Linked DNA regions of Mus musculus: region 1 is linked to region 2. Evidence: chromatin contacts called from public Hi-C data. All regions are on one chromosome and are shown on one strand. Each heading gives the region's core, a stretch centred on a gene start, on an enhancer-like site or on the middle of the called end of the contact. The rest is flanking DNA. Distances are from core to core; before and after follow the strand shown. Region 1 overlaps Creb3l2 (cAMP responsive element binding protein 3-like 2). Region 2 overlaps Dgki (diacylglycerol kinase, iota).

Region 1 (4,168 bases), core at 854-3,353, 300 kb after region 2:
AAACACAGAAGTGGATGCTCACAGTCAGCTAATGGATGGATCACAGGGCTCCCAGTGGAGGAGCTAGAGAAAGTAGCCAAGGAGCTAAAGGGATCTGCAACCCTATAGGCGGAACAACATTATGAACTAACCAGTACCCCGGAGCTCTTGACTCTAGCTGCATATGTATCAAAAGATGGCCTAGTCGGCCATCACTGGAAAGAGAGGCCCATTGGACACGCAAACTTTATATGCCCCAGTACAGGGGAACGCCAGGGCCAAAAAGGGGGAGTGGGTGGGTAGGGGAGTGGGGGTGGGTGGGTATGGGGGACTTTTGGTATAGCATTGGAAATGTAAATGAGCTAAATACCTAATAAAAAATGGAAAAAAAAAGTCTATGAGAAGTATGTTAGAAAATAACCACAGTGCATCAAATTACAAAATGATTTATAATAATAGGGAAATACATATTGCAGTTATGATGTTCAAATGTGTTGTTTTTATGATTATAAACAATTATCCTTGCATGCTTCCCTTATAGGCAACTGACAACGGTAGGAATGAATGAATAAATAAACCGCTAAGATTTTATGGTTTCTGAAAAAAGAAAAAAGAAAAAGAAAAAGAAAAAAAAAAAAGCAGAACCCTTTCTGCTTTGTCCAGTGCCAAAATACTAGCCCTGACTATACTCACTGTCAGCCACTGCTGGGGAAGGGCCAAAGACCAGCGTCCGGAGGGAGTTATGAAACCGTTTCAGACGAGGATTCAGTAAACATATTCATGGAGAACAAGTCCAGTGTACGTTGTTCAATGAAAAGTTTTTAATTAAGAAATATGCATAATACACACACACACACACACACACACACATATACGGAGTATCCCAGAAAGTAATAATAGATCCAAATCAAAGAATTTTGAGGTTTACATATGTATTCTTTATATGTTGAGTGTGTGTGTGTGTGTGTGTGCGCGCATGTGTGTGTGTGTGTGTGCCAGAGGTGTCATCCTCAGAAGATGTCCGTCTCGCTTTTTTAGACAAGTTCTCACTGGCCTAAGCTCATCAGTTAGGCTAGGCTGACTGGTCAGTGAGCCCAGGGACCCATTTGTCTCTGGCTTCCCACCAGTGGGATTATAGACATACATCACCTCATGGTTCAAGCCCAAGGGCAAAGGGCCTACTATGCAAGCATGAAGAGTATGGAGAGCTGATGCTCCTTTAAAAGACAGGTGTGGCCATATGCTCTAGGTAGCTCAGCACTGGAGTTGGGAGTGATAGGGAATGAGGACAGCCAGTCCTGAACAGCCAGTCTACAGAAATGCCAAGTCTACAGGGTCGACTCCATAGGAAAACAGAGGGAGAACAATAGACAAGACATAGATTTCAATTTGCTGGCCTCCATTCCTTCCCCAGCCACATGCACATACATGCATAAATCCTCCACAACTTTATTAAATATAAATGCCCCGCTAATAACTGAAGAAGAAATGATTGGAGTCTGTAGAGCTGTTTCTAAATTCCTTATGTATTGATCTATCTAGGTAATTACTAGAAACTGATGATAAGCAGAAGATGAGTGTTTACACACCTCCTGAGGAGGATGCGGGGACTCAAAAGGAAGTCATAGGAAACTCAGAACTAGGCAAAGCATTCCACAGTAAACACGGGCCTGTCTAACAGGCACCACAGGAATGCCGGGCTTGGAGGCCAGTGGGATGACTGGCTGGACTCTGTACTAAGAAATACAGACATGGAAGAAAATCTGTATGTTAAAGATAAGAGGGCTTTCAGTGGACGCTTTGCCGAGGGCTTTCAGTGGACGCTTTGCCGATTTCAACTTTTGGATGTGTGGATACCTGACTTAAACCAACAAGCAAAACTAAAAAACAAAAACAAAAACAAAACGTTCCAGTCTGGTTGTGAGGGTGCACACCCGAAATCCCAGCACTTGGGAAGCGAAAACAGGGAGAAAGTTTTAAATGTTCATGATAATCAAGGAATAAATAAAACAAAGCCAAGTGCCACCAGATGGAGAGGGGAGGAGACCTCTTCCCAGGCCAAGTGGCCTGTGAGCCCTCCTCCTCAACAGACTTCTTGGTCCCAGAACAGCCCCGATGAGGCTTTGCTGCACCCGTGTGGCCAACAGGAGGCCTAACAGCAGAGCCGGGACAGACAGGCCCCAGGACACAAACTGAAAGGATAATGCTGACAGGATTCCTACCTGTTCCCCAGCTCAGGGCCAAATCAGTTCATACACAGAGCATCCACTGCAGCAAGGGAAGGGCTAGAGACCAAACGCTAAGGAAGTGGCTGAGATGCAGGATTCAAAGAGCCAAAAGAGCCTTGAAGTCACCTCTGCTGGTCAGAAGGTGGTCGGATGGAGATGGGGACTCAGCAGAAGATGGGGGAGGGGCAGGGAAGAGCAGCAAAACCAGAATCCTGATGGAGGAAGTTCCATCGGGTGGGGGAGGGGTGGTGGGGTAACGTCAGGGAAAGGAGAGGACGAGCTTGTCTGGAGGTCTGAGGACACAGGAGTCAGGCAAAGGGCACCTGAGTGCTCTTCCGGATTACCAAGATGGAACTAAGCTGATGGCCACAGACAACAGTTCAAGTCCTCAGCCTGCTGTTGTAACAAAAACCTACAGAGGTACAGGACTCGGACTTCAAATGTAAAAGCTGCTGTTGAAAGCATGTGAAGAGATCTAATCAGACCGTGTAGCCTTTGACATTTTGTTAGTAGGCATTAATGCTGACCCCGTAATGGCTGATTCGTATTTTCTTAGCTCCAAATGAAGTTTTTAATCTGCATGATGTATTGGACCTATAATTCAGTGGGCCTATACTTTACTAAGGGTGACAGGATTCTTTGACTCTGGGCATTTTCAGAACACAAGTGAGTACCATGTGAGCCCATGAACACACATTCTGGATCAGAGGTGAAGTGTCTTACCACATCCAAACCCCTTGCTCCTGAACCAGAGTTACACCCAATAGGATACTTCTCTACGGAAATTCACGGGATTAAGCTGGTGAGTGTTCCTGGGCAAGTCCCCTGGGTCCTGGGACCTTACTTATCTATGTAACAGGGATAATCTCACACCATCTCCTGAGAATTAGTGAGTTAAGATCTACAGTGTGCCCAAACAGTGACCGACATAGAAAACGTCAAAAGAATTCATCAGTTAAGAGCCACAGCTAATTTTTCAAAATGGGACTGAAATGTAAATCACTAATTTTTTCAAAGCAGGCTTATAAAACCATGCTGCCTTTTTAAACTAATAAGCATGATCGTGACTAGAATTAAATAACGCTACATCCCAGTGCCTCCCTGTCCAGCCCTAAAACTCATTTCCAGGAGAATCAGGCTTAGGGACTTTACTTATTCTGCTCTAAGCCCCTTTTAAACATTTCTTCTCTTCGTTAATCTGTCTGTTGTAATACTGAGGATTGAACCTTGGGCTTTGTGCATGTTAGGCAAGGGTTTCCTGTGACTGAGCCACACTCCCAGGCCAATCCTTTTTAACTTATAATAGCTCTCGTTATGACCACCTCCACACCAACCACTAAAAAGTAAAAAAACATCTGTGTGGCTGATGTGCGTGCATGGGGGAGCCCATGAAGCAGAAACTGGTAGGTGGTGGTCAGCTCAAGTATCCTGGTTGGTAGAATCCCTATCCCTCCCACTCTGGATGTGGACTACGACCCCCGCCATTGGACTACGGCCCCTGCCATTGGACACATCCCCTTCCTCTGGCCACACTCACCTATTGGTGTTCTCCAGCACCTCCACCTTCTTCCGAAGCTCCAAGTTCTCAGTTGAACAAGACTCCACTCTGTGGAGAGAGCAAAAAGACGCTCAACTCTCCACAGGGCAACTGCTCAGCCACGGGACTTTCACAGAGAAAGGAGTGAGGTGGTCAGTAAGGAAGAGCTGGGACAGCCTGACTAGAAAGACAATGAGGGTTCACAGGGACAACACGGCAGGTCAGGGCTCTCTTCAGGAAGTCACGTGGGCTGGACACACATAAATCGCACGAGGCATCTCAATCGGGTTCCCCACCTCTTCCTGCTGATCTCATCCCTCAATAGACCATGGGCTGTAGAGTCACCAGGGATCTGCACTGCTGTGGATCCCTGATACAAAGCTTGAAGCTTGGGTAAAAGGCAGGCAGGACCAGATCCCAGGGC
Region 2 (4,339 bases), core at 1,697-4,196:
ACCCAGGGGTGAGGACAAGGGGCTTGTTCTGTGTGGTGGGGAGCACTTAGCTTCTGGCACAGGTGCAGTATGTAAATGAAAAGGGACTGTCCAGGGAGATTAGGGAATCAACTGACTGATAACAGTTAAGCACCTAGCACAGCATGTGGCCAAGAAGAGACCTTCGTACTTGCTGTTCCGTTCTTCTCTGCTCTTTGTACATCCATTTGTTCAATTACACTGCTGCCTGTGGTCAGATGTGCCTGGTAATTATCTCACTACTGTGAGGGATGCTACAGGAGCCAGTGCAGGTCTTTTGTTCCTCCGATTCCCCCAAAGCTGTAATCTAAAAGTTCCACCTTATCGCATGCCTGCTGCAATGTTAGGAATAACATTTCATTCTTAATTATCAGAACACCTCCTTTGGCCTCACCAAATGAAATACTTTGCTCCTGGTCAATCACAAACATGGATTTAAGGACATTATGCCAGCAACATGAATGGCATTTTCTTTCTTTCCATCCTGAGCCTCGATACCAATTGCATTCGGGATTATTTTGATCACACTGTACATTAAATAGGAAACATAAACATCACTTTAATGACCAACTACTTTATACAACATATCCCACTGGCTGGACAGAAAGTTGCTTTTTCTATCTTAGATTCATTCCTAAAGCAGTCTGAAAGGCTGATGTTAATTACAAATTCCCACCTCTGCTACGTAAGAACACACATCATGATTTCAGCTTCTCCTATTATGCAGACAATGTGAGATAATTAACATCTTTCGAGAAAGGAAAATATAAAGTGCAGAAAGGTTAGTTTGTTCAACCTAAAGTTTCTGTAAAAGGTTTGATCAGCTGCATGGTTTCAGTTTTGCTCGTTTTAAACTTGTGTTCACTGGAACTCCTAATATCTTAATGTATCCTTCCAACAAGGAATGTCAACAAAGCCTGGCAAGTTGTTCCTTCTGTGCCCCCCAAAGAGTTTGTTCTCGGCTCAGTCTATTGGGCCAGCAGCCCTGGACTTGAGCAGAAATAACCTATGCAACAGTGCTTGGTTTCTTCTAAGCAGGAGTAGACTTAACATCCATTAAACAGTGGTGCAGGGTTGGAGAGGGAATAAAGAACTGGCTATGGAAGGATCAAGATGCTGAGTTTTAATCCCCAGCACACACTTAAAAAGACAGGCACACACCTAGAACCTCAACACCGGGGAGGTAGAGACAGCCACACTCCTGGAGCTTGCTGGCCACCCAGTCCAGACAAATTAGTGAGCTCCAAGTTCAGTCAGGGACTCTGCTATCAAAGAAAGACCAAGGAAAGTGACTGAGGAAGCCATCAAATACGTGTTCTCTCTCTCTCTCTCTCTCTCTCTCTCTCTCTCTCTCTCTCTCTCTCTCTCTCTCATACACACACACACACACACACACACACACACACACACACTTCATTTCCATAATATGGTATGAAAAGAATTTGAACAAAATCATTTCTTTAAAGCAACCCAGGTGAGTGGGGCATGCAAGCTAGACGCTCGTAAAGTTAAACACTCACACATTTAAATAAGACCTACCAAACTGCCTCTAACACTGAGATAAGCTACTTTAGTGCTCTCCCAGAGTCAATGAATGAAATGGGGGTTACTGGTCACACAAATGGGATACACTGGAAAGGAGTCATGAAATCTACTCAGTCATTTACACAACTGTCACCAGCAAGCACGTGACAGTTCTCATATGCTGCATGCCAAACATAAGGCCTGCAGCTTTTATACCCATGTCTGGTTTTCTTGAATGGGAGTTGGGGGGTGGGGACAGTGCTCATGAATTCCTGTTCCATTCCCAGGTATAATAACTTACTGACTATTGAACAATGTAGAGATCATGTGATTGGGTACTCTTGACTGGGTACCCTTGGGAGTCTTGCCAGGGCCCTCATTAATTACTTACTAACCCTGGGCTGTCTCTCCAAACCAATCTGACCCTTAGAAGCCTAAATTTGTAGAAAACAATAAAGTTGTATTTAGCTCCAGACTAAAACGTTTTCAGCACTTCAAAATCTAATGCCTGCACTGAGGCAATGCAAGTATTTCAGAGACAGTTTATGGAATTTGTTTCTCAGTCAGAGTCTTTCATCTGTTCCCTACGTCTCTATTGATATACTTGGCCCTGACTTAAGAGGGTGGCTATCTGGGGGACACTGGTTCACAGAGAGTGGCATAAACTCAGCCAACATAAATCTATCCACCAGCAGCTTCCCACTCATGTCAGTACCCAGAGCTCCGGTCTAAGAATGTAGTTTCCTCCACACATCTGCCTTGGAACTCCATACTGGACAGTGTGAGCAGAGAATCCCTTGACTCTCAGGACTGCATAGACCCATTCTAGTGGTTAACATCTGCGCATCTGTGAATTTATATGAGGTAACATGAGAAAGAGTCTCTGGACTCAGTAAACAGCGGAGGTATGTCATAGGAGTGAGATGCGCCCAGCCTTCCCAACTTCCCACACAGAGGAGGGGATTGTGATGGAGAAAACTTTTCATCCTACCTTCCGTCTCCCTCCCACAGGGAGAGAGAGTACTTCAAAGCTGATATTTTAATGCCTGGACCCAATACCTTTCTCCTCAAATATTTCTGGTGGCAACAGTACAACCGGTGTCTAAACCTTTACTGAATACCAGTGTCATGTGTACACGGATGGGGCAGGATAAATAGAAACAACTAGTGTGAAGTTTAAATGGAAGTGTTGTTTAACAGAAACAGCCCTGGAGTATGTTTAGCCCAATATAATCCTTCAAAATATTGAATTTTTTTTTTCAAGTCTAAATGAGGGAACAAGAGACAGTTTTCCTCCTCACCACTAGATGGCGATATCATCTAGTTGTTTACTTCAGACTAATGCAAGTTTAAAAGTGGTTTTGGAGCCTGCTCTTCAGAGAGGAAATGAGTCAGAGGAGTAAGACGAGTGAAATATTGTTAAACTACAAAAATCAGAATATGCCCACCCATCTTAGGAAGCCCTGGTCGGGCAGCTAGATCTATCTCCTAGCAGAGGCATCATCGAGATCTATCTCCTAGCAGATACAGCATCGAGAACATGTGAGGAATGAGAGGTCCTACCTGGATACTCCTGGCCATCAAGACTTACTGAGATGTCCCCTCTGCCTTAACAGGCTTCCAGGAGACTATCTGCACACTAAAATTAGCCATGTCACCTTGCTGTTGCTGTTCATAAACAAAAAGAATTCGAAAACCAAAATACTTAAATACAGTTTCCATGGCACAAACCCAAGTTTTAAGGCATTTTTAAACGGGCTGGACACCTTTATCCAATCACATTTCCTTTTTTTTTTTCTGCATGTTCCCTTCACAGCAGTGTCATCGAAACACGGAACATGCATCGTAGCATCTGCTCTGATGTTTGTATCTCTCACTGTACAATTGTTAGTTTACTATGCTCCATGCTCTCAAAATTCCCCCAGTACTCTGACACCTACACTCAGAGAGAACACAAGCCCAGAGAACATGACCTCTATCATCCCTGAGAGACCGGTGCACCTCAGGGCCTTAGAACACAGTGAGAGGGTGACTGATTTTGAAAGTGGTTTAAAAAGGCACCGGTGAGCCTTGAAGGATGACCAGAAATTTCCCGTGTCAGAGAAAAGAGGGGACTTTCCTCTCAGATTCCCTCTCCGAGTAGTTACACAGAACCCCTCTTCCGGGTCTAATGTGCTCAGTTTGGAAGACAAGACAAATGTCACCTAATTTACCCACCCTCACCCCAGCCCCACTGACTCCTTTCCTGTCCCTAAGAAAAAAGATTTCCTCCAAATTCACTTAGCTTTGATCTGTGAGTCCTCTGTGAACTGAGAAGCAGTCTTTAGATAACGTCTGAAGCCTTCTGTCATTATTAATTCACAGAGACTGGAACAGGAACAGGGCTGTACAGTGGCTTGCAAGCCTCACAAAGGAAAGGAAAACCGAAAAGCACATACAGAGGAGGGGGTAGCGTGATCAATGAACCCACTTCAGGGCTGGGGTGCAGCTCAGCTGGTGGAGTGCTTGCCAGTACACATGAAACCTTGGGTTGTATTAACTGGGCCTAGTGGCACATGATGTAATCCTCAGAAGGGAGAGGGTCATGTGTTCAAGTTATTCTTGACTATCCGGGGAGCTCAAAGCCAGCTTGGGCTACTCAAAAACCATGAGTTATGTAGGGAGAGCCCTGATACAATTTAGTAGATGGTAACTAGCCTGCAGTGCTCAGACTACCAAACCCAGGAAACTGATTGCAAATACTTTGATCATTTTCTGGATTTTCAACTGCATCACCCTTGTTAGGCTACAAGGAGGC

The links. Hi-C and Micro-C count contacts between places; a contact is called where the count stands out from the background.
Region 1: a Hi-C map of tail fibroblasts shows a contact between it and region 2, with 9 times the contacts expected there. The contact joins two enhancer-like sites. A contact is called at or near these places in 2 of 39 promoter capture datasets (embryonic stem cells and hippocampal neurons), 6 of 15 datasets of contacts at CTCF or cohesin (the NIH/3T3 cell line, embryonic stem cells, large pre-B cells and 2 more), 183 of 484 Hi-C or Micro-C datasets (the 3T3-L1 cell line, 3T3-L1-derived adipocytes, B cells and 86 more), 22 of 115 datasets of contacts at active chromatin or transcription factors (the NIH/3T3 cell line, T-cell acute lymphoblastic leukemia, Th17 cells and 16 more) and 2 of 9 other capture datasets (embryonic stem cells and embryonic tail).

The regions. Positions count from the first base shown.
Region 1 is chr6:37,349,813-37,353,980 of GRCm38.p6, forward strand. Creb3l2 (cAMP responsive element binding protein 3-like 2) reads right to left here. Exons shown (of 12, transcript NM_178661.4): 8 at 3,745-3,813. Among named protein-coding and RNA genes, the nearest start is that of Dgki, 52 kb to the left of the region's middle. Within about 2 kb of position 2,104, at least 24 of the 459 cell types and tissues checked have an H3K27ac peak or open chromatin away from gene starts, as enhancers often do. A contact at or near this core is called in the N1E-115 cell line and tail fibroblasts, where this site is marked.
Region 2 is chr6:37,051,740-37,056,078 of GRCm38.p6, forward strand. All of the region lies in intron 10 of Dgki (diacylglycerol kinase, iota), which reads right to left. Among named protein-coding and RNA genes, the nearest start is that of Gm52857, 150 kb to the left of the region's middle. Within about 2 kb of position 2,947, at least 19 of the 459 cell types and tissues checked have an H3K27ac peak or open chromatin away from gene starts, as enhancers often do. A contact at or near this core is called in the N1E-115 cell line and tail fibroblasts, where this site is marked.